3 separate regions of the Mus musculus genome follow, and all the other regions are linked to region 1. A link is a contact called in public ChIA-PET data. All regions are on one chromosome and are shown on one strand. Each heading gives the region's core, a stretch centred on a gene start, on an enhancer-like site or on the middle of the called end of the contact. The rest is flanking DNA. Distances are from core to core; before and after follow the strand shown.

The links. ChIA-PET counts read pairs in DNA pulled down with a chosen protein or histone mark.
Region 2: an RNA polymerase II ChIA-PET map of memory CD8 T cells shows a contact between it and region 1, with 27 read pairs. The contact joins the promoter of Pard6b here to the promoter of Slc9a8 in region 1. A contact is called at or near these places in 4 of 39 promoter capture datasets (the SN4741 cell line, liver and pre-B cells), 1 of 484 Hi-C or Micro-C datasets (CD4 T cells), 1 of 115 datasets of contacts at active chromatin or transcription factors (memory CD8 T cells) and 1 of 9 other capture datasets (pancreatic islet).
Region 3: an RNA polymerase II ChIA-PET map of memory CD8 T cells shows a contact between it and region 1, with 26 read pairs. The contact joins the promoter of Cse1l here to the promoter of Slc9a8 in region 1. A contact is called at or near these places in 5 of 39 promoter capture datasets (the C10 cell line, hippocampal neurons, liver and 2 more), 1 of 484 Hi-C or Micro-C datasets (embryonic stem cells), 2 of 115 datasets of contacts at active chromatin or transcription factors (memory CD8 T cells and pancreatic cancer cells) and 1 of 9 other capture datasets (liver).

The regions. Positions count from the first base shown.
Region 1 is chr2:167,419,599-167,423,636 of GRCm38.p6, forward strand. Slc9a8 (solute carrier family 9 (sodium/hydrogen exchanger), member 8) reads left to right here and starts at 2,112. Exons shown (of 17, transcript NM_148929.3): 1 at 2,112-2,167. The coding sequence starts at 2,154.
Region 2 is chr2:168,078,974-168,083,011 of GRCm38.p6, forward strand. It overlaps Pard6b (par-6 family cell polarity regulator beta), which reads left to right and starts at 2,031. Exons shown (of 3, transcript NM_021409.2): 1 at 2,031-2,386. The coding sequence starts at 2,321. Gm39990 (a long non-coding RNA gene) reads right to left here and starts at 1,753. Exons shown (of 2, transcript XR_867010.1): 1 at 1,527-1,753; 2 at 1-787.
Region 3 is chr2:166,903,940-166,907,977 of GRCm38.p6, forward strand. It overlaps Cse1l (chromosome segregation 1-like (S. cerevisiae)), which reads left to right and starts at 2,157. Exons shown (of 25, transcript NM_023565.3): 1 at 2,157-2,238. Gm31204 (a long non-coding RNA gene) reads right to left here and starts at 3,355. Exons shown (of 3, transcript XR_866966.3): 1 at 1,640-3,355.

The DNA.
Region 1 (4,038 bases), core at 862-3,361:
TGTCTCTGCCTCCAGAGTACTGGGATTAAAGGTACATGCCACCACTCAGCCGGTTCAAGCCTTCTCAAGTTCTTTGTTTTTAAAAATTCCATTTATTTGGGATGTGTGTCTTGGGATTTCTACTGCTTCAAGGAAACACCATGATCAAACAACTTGGGGAGAAAATGATTTATTTGGCCATAAACTTCCACAGCACGGTCCATCATCAAAGGAAGTCAGGACAGGAACCCAAGCAGGGCAGGAACCTGGAGGCAGGAGCTGAAGCAGAGGCCATGGAAGGGTGCTGCTTACTGGTCTGCTCAAACTGCTTTCTTATGGAACTGAGGTCCACCAGCCCAGGGATGGCCCCACCCACAATGGGCTGGGCCATTCTCCAAAAATCACTAATTAAGAAAATGCCCTACAGCAGAATCTTATGGAGACATTTCCTCCATTGATGGTCTCTCTCTCTCCATGATTCTAGCTTTTGTCAAGTTGACAAAGAATCCAGCAGTGTGTGTGCATGTCATATCCATGTGTGGAGAATTTGCAAGGGTCAGTTCTCTCTCACCATGTGTGTCACAGAAACTAAGCTAAGGTCATTCGGCTGGTGGCATGAGCTGTTACCCAGAATCATCTCAGCAGTCTTAGTTTTAATATCCATATATGAAAATTTTTTTACGTGGGCAGCCTTCTTGGCACACATTAATTGTGCTGGAATTTTTGTTCTCAGCTAATGTGTGAGGCTTCCCTTGTTCGTTTAATTTTATCTTGCCTTATACCTGGCTTTCCTAGTTCCTTTGTATAGTCTGAACCCCACAAGGTACATCTCAGCATACAGTAGGTCTCTACAGAGAACTTGGGCATGTTAGCTGAATGGAAGACCACCTGCCTGCCATATGTGTTGCCCTAGGTTCCACCCCTGTACAGAAGTAGACAGATGCCTGAATGGGGGTGGGGAGGGGTGTCTCTCACCCTCCAGTCCCAACTGCTCAAGAGGATGAGACAGAAGGATCGTTCTTTGGGAAAGTGACATATCTGTTAAGCGTTATTAAGTGGGGGGGGGGGGGGGAACTACCTAGGGTGGAAGGGGCCCTGAAGGAGAACACCCAGAAGGTCCCATAAAGACCTCAGCAGTACCAGGCCAGTTTTAAGCAATACAGACTAGACAGTTCAAGTTATCTTCGGTGTTGAAAGCCCAGTGGGCAATGCGCTTGCTACGCAAGCACGAGGACCTCAGTTGGTATTCCCAACATCCACACAGAAGCCAGGGATAGCTGTTGGCATCTGTAACCATAGGGACAGGGAGACTGAGAAGGAGGATCCCTGGGAGTTGTTGGCTAGCCACTATGTCGCGTCCCTAGTTTCAGGTTCACTGTCTCATAACTAAGGTGGAGCGTGAGTAAGGAAGACATCTGATAACCTGGGACCTCCTAATGTACCCCACCCACCCCCGCACACACAAAGGTTAAGAAAAATTTGTTGGGATAGTTCAATGAGTAAAGGCGGTGCCGCCAACCCGTATTACCAGAGTTCAATGCCGAGGACCAACACGGAGGAAGGCGAGAATGAAACCCCTCAAGTTGTCCTGGATCTCATTTTCACATCTACCACACCAACCAATAAACCAATGGGGAATGTCCAACCTCTGCCTTGCTAGCTCTCAACTTTTATAATCGGAGTAAGTACACTGTCTAGCGTTTCAAAGACCCTCTGTCTACTCTCCCCACAGCAGGGGAAACTGAGGCCGCCTCGGAACGCGCCTGCGGACTCCCTCCGCTCCGCACAGCCGGCCCGGACGCCCAGAGAAACCACTTTCCCCCATTCTGAGCCCTGGGATTCTCACGCGGGGCGGACGGCTTGGCTCACAGCTGAGTCACCCAGATCTCAAAAGTTTCCTCCAAATCTTTCCCGCCCGGGGACCGGAAAAAAAAAAAAAAAAAAAAGTCCGGATGTCCCAAGGCCAGATCGTCACACAGCCTGGCCGGAAAAAGCCCACAGAAAGCCCCAGAGGTCGTCCCACTCCCAGGCCACAGAGAGGACAGCGCAGAGGGTCGCCCTGGGAGGCCAAGCCCCGCCCCTGCCCGCAGCGGAAACCGGAAGCAGCCGCCGGCCCCGCTAGCCCTGCGGCGCCGAACTCTGTAGTCTCGGAAGCTCGCAGGATAGGGGAGAAGATGGCGGAGGAGGAGTGAGTGCGCGGCTTCGGGTAGCGGAGGCGGCAGGGCCGGGCCGGCGGGCGACAGCGGGCCTGGAGCGCCCGGGTGGAGTGGCGCGGGCCCACCTAGCCAGGGTTGGCGGGGGGCGGGATGAGAACATGGGCCCTGAGGCCTCCCGGAGGTCCGACATTGCTGACCACGCGCAGGCCTGGCGGAAGCCGCGAACGTCCTTCCTGCTCCCGGTTTCCGGTTATCTCAGGGTTCCCTGGCTCTCCTCCTCCTGATCCAGGAAGTTCTCCCGTTGCCACGAGCAGCCCCTGGCATCCCCCGTAACCATCAGCAACCTTCATTGTTCTTGTCTGCCCCCAGCAGGTTTCTTTGATTCATTGACTGCTAGTTGACCGTTTTTCTCGGCCCTGGGCGTCAGGAGCCGCCCGCAGGGAGCCGCCACGAGGCTTTAGTGGGAGACTTTTGTGTGGACTGGGTGTTTTTGGACCTTGCCAGATGCTTGGATGGAAATTGGGTAGCATGAGGGAAGAGGAGCCCACCCTAGGTGGGAGAAAGACGTCTCGTGACCCGCAGCTTGAAATCTTAGAGGAGAGATGGGGAAGATGACGTGTTAAAAAGGCCCGAGTCCATCTTCATGCTTGGCAGGACACTGTTGTGTGTTACAAATTCTCTCTTTGAAATGAGCCCCAGAAAATTAACAAGGAACCCCTTAATTGATACCGAACTTTAACTAAGAGCATTTCAGGTAGCTCTTCGGCCACTGAGGAGCGAAAGTCATTAGATCTTGTTGTGTAGCTGTACTGTCCCAGACATTCACATAGTCTCAGCAGGACAAGATAAAAGAGGTAATACAGAGCCAAATGCTTTGAGATGTGGGCTTGAAGCTTGATCAGTTTATGGGGTCCTGGAATGAGGCAGTGCTCAGTGGTCACAATTCCATCACTACTACATTAGTTTACAGACCTAACCTTAAGAGCACAGGCGGAAGCCTTGCATAGAGTGGGATGTTCCAGAGCAGGAAACTTGAGCCATTTGAGATTCCAGAAGGGTTTGGTAGGGTAGGTTAGGGCATTCTAGGGAGAAAAACGGGGCAGATTCAGCTGACTTGGTCAGTTAAAGGCTGGAATCTTGCCCACCATTCCTGAGGTCAATCCCTAGTTTAGTCAAACACACACACTGCACCCAAAATTCAAGGAGATTGTAGACTAGGAAAGTAAATAATACTGAAACTGGGGTGTAGGGAGACTCCAGTTCCACCCTAGAAGTCTGTTTGTGTTTTTCTTTTTGAGACAGGTTCATGTAGCCCATAAAACTGGTCCTCACTGAGTATCAGTATGTAGGCCAGGGTGACCTTGGTCTTGAACTCTTAGCTTTCCTGCATCTGTCTCCCAAGTGCAGAGATTACAGGCATGGATTAACATACCCTGCTACCCTCGTTAAGTTCAAGGGGCAGAGAGCATCCTCCTCCCCCCAACCCCAGACAAGGTTTCTCTGTGTAGATCTGACTATCCTGGAACTTGCTCTGCTGGCCTCCAGCTCAAAGAGATCTGCCTCTGTTTTTTGAGTACTGGGGTTAAAGACATGTACCACCACACCCACACCTGCCTGCCTTTGTTTTCTGTTGTTTTGGGTGGGGAGAAAGGGATTGCAGGTGATCTAGAGTCTGCTGCATGCCGGGCAGGTGCTCTACTCATTTACATAAGACAGGGTTTCACTGTGCAGTTCTGGTTGGCCTGGAATGCTTCCTTGATAGGCCGAAAACTTGTTGGCATTGATTAAGGCATGTGCCGCTGTGCCCACCCCTTTTACTTTATAGTTGAGACAGGGTCTCTCACTAAGTTAGTGAGACCTGGGCTGGCCTTGAGCTCGCTAGCCCCTGCCAGCTTTGAACTTA
Region 2 (4,038 bases), core at 781-3,280, 660 kb after region 1:
TCCTTGTCTCAGAAGCAGATGATGGAGTTTTCCGCAAAAGACAGGACAAATGATGACATCATCTTTACCTGCTTGGAATATGTATTGTGCATTGTTTTAAACGCGTTTCTGGTTTAGTTCCAATACAATAAACACTCATAGGCATTCACAAACTTGGAGGTTCCCTGTAATGTTTAGTTTCAGGGGTCCTGGGACCCAAAGAGCTGTAACTGCTGGGCTGATGCTGTTGACCAGGGTACTGGGCCTGTGGCTGCCCCTCAAAACCACAAATCTTCTTTCCACCACACAGGTATGGGTTGGGAAGGCAGTGTGAGATTCAGCTTGAGGGACAGTCTCTCTCTCTCTCTCCAGGACTTCCACCCCAGAATGGCCAGGGAAACCTTAAAATCGCCTACCAACAGCTGGTGAAGAGATTCGTTCAAGGGGAAAGGGGCTTCTTATCTTTGAAGCTACAGGGTGTAGCCTGGAGAAGCCACAGATTCGGCTCCTCTTGTCCCCAAATACATACATGAGCGCATGACAAGAGCCTGGCTCTCCCAGGGTGAACAAACAACTGAGCAAAGCCAGGGTATCCCCGCCACTGGGTAGCTTTCATTGTACATAGAGTAACGCTGTTTCAAGTGCACGTGCACGAAGGAAAATAGAAAAGCTGAACCCCATCACAGCGGAAAGATGTTAGATTCTGTGGTCCAAGGGGAGAGTGGGCAGGAGTGAAGGCCCCTGATCAGCTAGCTCTTCAGCCCTCTGTGGGGTAGGAGGGTCGTCGAGGGAGACTTTCACTTTTCTCCTAGCACCAGCAAGACCAATGGGTAAACAAAACAGAGAGAGAGGCAGCAGCCTCAGTGTGGGGCGCTCAGAGATTAGGAATTGGTGTTGTTACCCCAGGACACAGCTCGGTCACTGGGGGAACAGAACACAGCCCAGAGGCTGGCGTTGGTGCAAACAACAAACGGGCAAGAAATTGCTCCACAGAGAGACGACTTCAGCCTCAGAGGGCGGATGGTGAGGCCCGCAGGGAGCCAGGGCCTGTGGGGACCATCGCAGGCCTCAGCTCCCTGGTCCTCTCCTGATACCCAGGGCACCCTCGGGACAGGGAAGATCTAGAGCAGTGGTTCTCAACCTTCCTAATGCTGTGACCTCGCATTCTGATGACCTCCAGCCATAAAATGATTTTCCTAGCTACTTAACTGTAATTTTGCTACTGTTATGAATCGCAATGTAAATATCTGTGTTTTAGGTCTCAGGTGACCCCGGAGGAAGAGTCGTCCTGGGGTCAAGAGCCCACAGGTTGAGAAGCGCTGATTGAGACGAAAGTGCAGTTTCCAGGCCTAGACATCCCCCCACCCCCGACCCCCAAGCTTCTCCCTCTAATGACTGCTGCAGAGGCGGGAAAACTTGAAACTCTTTCCACAATAGTTTCAGGGGGCCGCCAAGAAGCCGCAGCATGGGGGGGGGCTCAGGCCGAAGAGGGGCCCCAGATGCCCAGTCACCCCACATCATCACGGCAAGGGAACGGCTGTACACACATTCCAAGCAGGTGACTAGGGCGCGTTAAAGATACGGGCGCTCCCGACCCGACCCAGCCGGCGAAAACGCTCGCGCGCATGCGCAAAATACACACCCTCCTGAACGGCAGTCCAGGTGCGCTCGCGCTTCCGGCCGGCCTTCCCCATCGCCTTCTCGGGGCGGAAACTCTACAGCCGGCGCATGCGTCCTACTGCTCCCCCGGCTCAATCCAGAGAGGCCCCAGAGCTTCAGGTGATCCCGCCCCTCCCTCGCAAGGCAGGACCAATCGCGAGGGCTGTGGGCGGGGCTTCCCAACCACGAGGCCCGCCCACGGGCCGCGCGAGCCCCGCAGGCTGCGTGCCGATTGGCTGACGCCGCGGGCGCAGGTGCGCGCTTCCCATTGGGTGTGGGCGGAGCGCAAGCCGCGCGCCGAAGCTGCAGGTGAGCGCGCGCACGTGCCGCGGCCGCGGCCCAGCTCGGTGCACGAGCGCGCGGGCGCGCGTCCGCGGGGGAGGCAGCGGATAAGGGAGGCTGCGGCGGCTGTAGGGCTGTGCTCCGCCCTCTCCTCACCGCCGCGGCCGCCGCCGCCCCCGAGCCTCGCTGGGAGGGACCGGTGTCCCCGCCTGCTGCACTGGCAGTCCGACCCTCAGGCCGCCGCGGAGCAGCCGGCACTGCGCTGCGGGGAGGACCTCAGCAGGTGCCGTGACGAGGCGCCGTGCGGCGCTTCGAGTCCCGAGCCCGCGCTCCGCGGCCCCGCCGCCCGCGCTCCCGAGGGCCGGCCCCCGACGAGGCCGCCGGCGGCCGGGCACTCAGCATGAACCGCGGCCACCGGCACGGGGCGAGCAGCGGCTGCCTGGGCACCATGGAGGTGAAGAGCAAGGTGCGCGGCCGGGCGGGGCAACGGGGGCGAGGGCCGGTGGGATGGTCGACGCGGGGCTGCCCCGTGAGGACGCAGAGTGGCGGGATGGTGGACCTCGGCTGCCCCTGTGGGAACGCGGGCGGAGGGCGAGCTGCTGGCCGAAGCACGTAGGAGAGAAACTTGGTGGAGCGCGGCGATGTGAGGCGTTTGCGTCTGCTCCGCAGCACAGCCCCTGTTTTCTATCCTTCATATTCCCGCCTTGCTTTTAGGGTGGGATGAGGATCGCTCCAGTGCAAGGTGATGGGATAACTTTGGGGGATCCCTTCACCCCGGGCACGAGCCAGAGGCTTTCGGAACACCTTGTTGTCTTCTCGTATAACCTTTTATTGGGGCTCGGGGGTACATCGAGTGGAGGAGAGCTCTTTTTCCAGCCCTAACTTTGGTATGCGTCTAATCTATGAAATTAGCGCTATCGCCTTACTCTGGTGCTGCGCTTGACAATTTGAGACGCTGCTGTTTTCATTCCGACTCTTCATTCGGAATGCTTTCCCCCTTGGCGGATCTGCCAGTCTTCTGTTAGTGACTTCAGTGTCGGTGGGATTCCTCAATCCCAAGGCCGGGTGAGCAGAGTAGCCCGTGGGGATTAGCTGGAGAATGCCGTCTTCCAAAAGGGGCTTTTCAGATGGAATCTGAAGGTGATCCGTAGCCACCGGAACATGTCGCCAAGCTTCTCCTGACTTTGAACGGCCAGGAGGGGCAGGATTATGTAGCCTGGTTCTCGGAGAGTTCTGAAATGATAAGAAACCCTGCTTTTAAAGGGTGTGACTTCCCCCAAACTCGGCTGTAGGACCAGGTCTTGCCGATGGCTTTTTACTGAGCAACTTGTAAAACGGTGGTAGAGGGCATTGCTGACCGTGAGAATTTAGAGCAAAATTGTGGCTAGACACACAGAAGGAGCGGTGTATCGAACACCCACTGCAAAAATAAGAAGCGTGGTGGTTAAGGGACCCCTGGGGGAATGTCGGTCCGGGAAGTGGGGTGAGTGAGGAAAGCTACCTGGAGCCTTTGTGGTTCCTGGGCTTGAGAGCAAAGTTCTGTAACTAAGAATCACAGATCTACATTTGCTTTTAATTTGGGGGGATTTTTGTTTGTTTGTTTTCTTTTTGTTTTTTTGCTTTGTTGTTTTGTTTGTAATCTCCTCTAACTATTGAGACTAGAACTAGAGAGTGCCAGACACAGTCTTAATGGAGGAGTGGGAGGAATTTATATATCAGATAGGAACTAGATTGAAACACAGGTCTGTGTAATAATAACAGGACTGTTGGTGTTAGAGAGATGGCACTGCATTTATGAATGTACGCTGCTCTTGCAGGACACCCAAGCTCAGTTCGCCGCACCCCTGCCGAGCAACACACACCTGTAACTTTCTTTAAATTTACTATTTTACATGTATAAATGCCTGCCTGTATGTCTGTGTACCACCTGAATGCCTGGTGCTCTAGGAAGCCAGAATCCCAGAGGGAGTCAAGTCGGATCCCCTGGACCTGAAGTTAAAATAGTGAGCTACCTTGTGGGCGCTGACCCAAACCCAGAGCCTCTGAGTGAGCTGTGTTGCATTTAACCACCGAGCCTTCTCTCCAGTTCCAGAACATCTGGTGCTCTGGCTTCCCATG
Region 3 (4,038 bases), core at 907-3,406, 520 kb before region 1:
CACACAGAAAAGAAAAAAACCTTAACATTAAATATACATATATTTGGACTAGAGAGGTGGCTCAGAGGTTAAGAGCACTGTCTGCTCTTCCAGAGGTCCTGAGTTCAATTTCCCAGCAACCACATGGTGGCTCATAACCATCCACAATGAGATCTGGTGCCCTCTTCAGGCATGCAGGCATACATGCGGGCAGAATATTGTATACGTAATAAATAAATAAATCTAAAAAAAAATTACCTAGCAACAGAGCCTGGTGGTGGTGGCAGTGGCACATCTTTAATCCCAACATTTGGGAGATGGAGTCAACCAGATCTCTGTGAGTTCGAGACCAGCCTAGTCTACAGCTCTGTCTTCCAGGACAGCGACAGCTACACAGAAAAACCCTGTCTCGAGAAGTCATAAGCAAACCAAACCAATCAAACAAAAAACCCCAGAACATCTTTACTGAGCAGCTGGGGTGTGCTGAGTGTTGGAGGCACGGCTATAAAGAAGAGCAGTAAGACTTAAGCTCTTGTGTAGAAGAAACACAAGAAACTCACACGCCTTGCAGACAGCATGAGGAGGAGGGCTGAGGGTAGAAGCACTTGCTGCCAAGACTGAGGGCCAGGGTTCAATCCCTGGGACCCACAAGCTGGTGAGACCTGACCTCACACAGCTACCATGGCACCCACGCACCCCTCCTGTTACATAAATTAACTCAGGATGATAGAATGAAGTCAAGCCAACCAGGTAAGATACAGAAAACCCAGTTTAGGGCTGGCGAGATGGCTCAGTGGTTAAGAGCACCGGCTGCTCTTCTGAAGGTCCTGAGTTCAAATCCCAGCAACCACATGGTGGCTCACAACCATCCGTAATGAAATCTGATGCCCTCTTCTGGAGTGTCTGAAGACAGCTACAGTGTACTTACATATAACAAATAAATAAATCTTAAAAAAAAAAACAGTTTAATGAGAACCTTACATAAACAATGCATGCTTTTGAGGGTAAGCGTTCCCATGAAGTATCGATTATGAAAATGAGTGTTTGTGACCTGGAATTCATGGCAAGCTAGGCAGCCTGTCCTTTACTGGCTAAAACGCAAAGTGAGCCAGCTACTCCTGGACCCAGAGACAGGAAGGAACACATATCAGTGCAGTAAAGTGGGGTAAGCTTGTAGCAGAGAGGAACAGAGAAGGCAAGCTAAGCTGGCTTCTTCAGCCCGGTCTTACTACAGAACACTAGGCTTCAGTCTTGATCAAAAACCTGCTTCTAGACCTTCACCTTTCTTTGCTTGCGAGGCGTACAGTCACACAACTGTCTCCTGGCTTTTGAAAAGATAAGATTTCTCTTGTTCAAGGGTCAAATGAACATCCCAGTTACCTTTAAGTTGCCACCAACTACATCGTCGTCTGAAAAAAAAAATTTTTTTTTGAGAAAGGATCTCACTGTGTAGCTATGCCTGGCCTCTGTGTAGACCATGCTGGGCTTAAATAAATGGCGATTGTCTTGCTTCTGCCTCCCAAGTGCCAAGTGGTAACAAGCATGAGCCATCGCCTTCAGCTTCTGAAATCATGTGTGTGTGAGTGAATGAATGTGGGTGTCTTCATCCATTGCTCTCTTAGTTTTCAAGGCTGGATCTCTTATGGAAACAGAAGCTCACCAATTAGCTAGACAGGCCGGCCAGTAAGCCCCAGCGATCTTCCTGTGTCTGCCTCCCCAGGTACGGAATTGTAGTCAGGCTGGCTTTTATGTGGGTGCTGGGGATTCGAACTCCCGTCTTCTTCCTTGCGCAGCTATCACTTGCTTAACCAAGCGTGCTATCCCCTAGCTTGAAATTCTTACTCATTCGTTTATTCTATTTGTCCTAGAACAGACGCTCTGCTCTGTCCCTTCGCTCAGGCGTGAACGAGCACGTTCCATCCAACAGTTAGAAGCCACTAGGAGCCACTCGCAGAACCTGCTAGGGTCTGAGGAAAGAAACCCAAAACAGAAGCCTGCGTCAAAAGGCACGGTCTCTTGTGACGTCACCGCAGACCCGAGCAATGGTTCCGATTGGCCCTCGCAGCCGGGGTGGGGCCAAAGCATTCCTGGCTCCACCCCGCGTCCCGGTCTCACTCGCACATGCGCAGTGGCCGCCACCTTAGCCGCCGCGCCATTTTGCCAGGGTTTGAATGTGAGGCGGAGCAGCGGCTGGAGTGGGGTAGTGTCGGCTGCAGCTCTCGCTTGGGATTCCCTCCTCGGTCTCGGCGTCCCCACGAGGTGAGGCATGGAGCGAGCAGGGTGGCCGCGGGGACGCGGCTGAGGGAGGGGCCGATCGCTGGGAGGTGGATCTGGGCCTCAGCCCGAGGACGCGCGCCTGGTCTTCCCCGCACGCCGCCTCTGGGTCGGGCCTGACCGCTCCGGGAAGCTGGGGCAGCTTGGGGCTCGGCCTCACGCGAGCTTCTCGAGCTCCCGCCCCTTCCCTTCCAGCGTTGCTGGGATTGGTCGCGCCGCCGCGTAGGCGTCCGCGGATTGGTCAAGCCCGCGCGTCCGTTCTCGGCGCGCCGGGGCCCGCAGCGTGAGCGCTGTTCCGCGCCGAGGCCTGACCTGGCCGAGCCGGTCTGGGTCCCTGGTTCTAAAAGAGGCCGGAGATCGCCCACTCTGACTTCGCGGGGCTTTGGCCTCCGCCAGAGTGGACTTGGCCCTCGGGTTTCAGCTGGCTGTGACGTTCGTGTCCCTAGGACCTAAGGAACCTACAGGCGAATGGTGTTCCCCTGCCTGGGGCTCGCCGGCTTTCCAGTTAGATAATCTGTCCCCACGCACACTCCGTCTTTCCCTAGGAGTGTAATTCAGAGCTAGTCCTTGCCTCTCTACGAATTTCCTAGTTTTTAAATAATTAGGTGATGCTGGGCGTGGAAACCGTGCTCCCTCACGTGTTGAACAATCTCTTCCACTGAAATGGCATTTTTACCCTCTCCTCAAACTTACGATTCTTCACTTGCATATTCGGTTAAGTGGCTTGAAGGTTCCGCTGACTGCAGGCTGTGTTTCCCAGAGGGCTCGCCTGAACTGCTGACCATGGCCATTCGTCTCTCCATAAGCACTGTCGCCTCCATGACCGGCTCTTTTAAGTATTCATAGTCCCGTCCTGTATGCTAAGTCCCCAGCTTTCGTGATGTTAGAAGCAGCTGACCTCAGATCTTGGCGGGGCTGCCTCCCTCCCTGCCTTTCAAGTTCCCTTCTTAGGGAGGAGTTCTCAGTTCTCACTGCGATGGCCACATCACCCACGTTTATGTGTCCTGTAGCATTGACCTTATATGTAGTAACTACTGCTTGTTTCTCACGGTTCTCATCTGCTCTGAGTTATCTTTAAGGATAACTTTTTATTGCTGGGTCCCATGTATGAGAGCCACATGGTGAATGCTCTGTTATTTTATGAAGACATGGAAGGTATCTGTCTGTCTGTCTATCTATTTATTTTGGATAAAGGGTCTTTCATAGCCCAGGCTAGACTTAGAGCGTTATCTTTCTACAAGTGTAGGCTACCACACTCAACTCTTCTTCACTTTTCCATTTGTGCAAAGGAATTTTCTCCCCTCTGGCTGTTTGGTGTTCTAGTTGGGCTTTGGGAAGCCAGTCTCTAGACAGGAATTGGTTGAGAGAGCAGTGCTTTTAACTGTGGAATTGATTTATTGCCTTATTTGTTTAATATCTCATTCTATGAAACCCTGGGAATATAGTGAAGAATCACAAGTGGACAAGGTGTCTCTCTTTAGGGAGCTCACGTTCTAATTGGAGGAGTCCGTGAGTGAGTTCAGGTATTTCAGGTCGTGACAGAGGTGACAGGTGAAGAGGTGGCGTTTGAGCAGAGACTAACCAGGGAAAGGTGAGGTGAACAAGAAACAAAAACTCAAGGACAGAAACTCACTTGGAATTCGGGGCGTCTTAGGAAAATCCAAGTCAAGTGGTGGGAAGAAGAGCTGGTGCAGGACTTTGTGGCCGTGTAAGTTTGGGTTTGATACAGAGTGGAAGCAGAGAAATGATGTAGGGACTCAGGTTACTGCCCAGACTCCTGTTGTC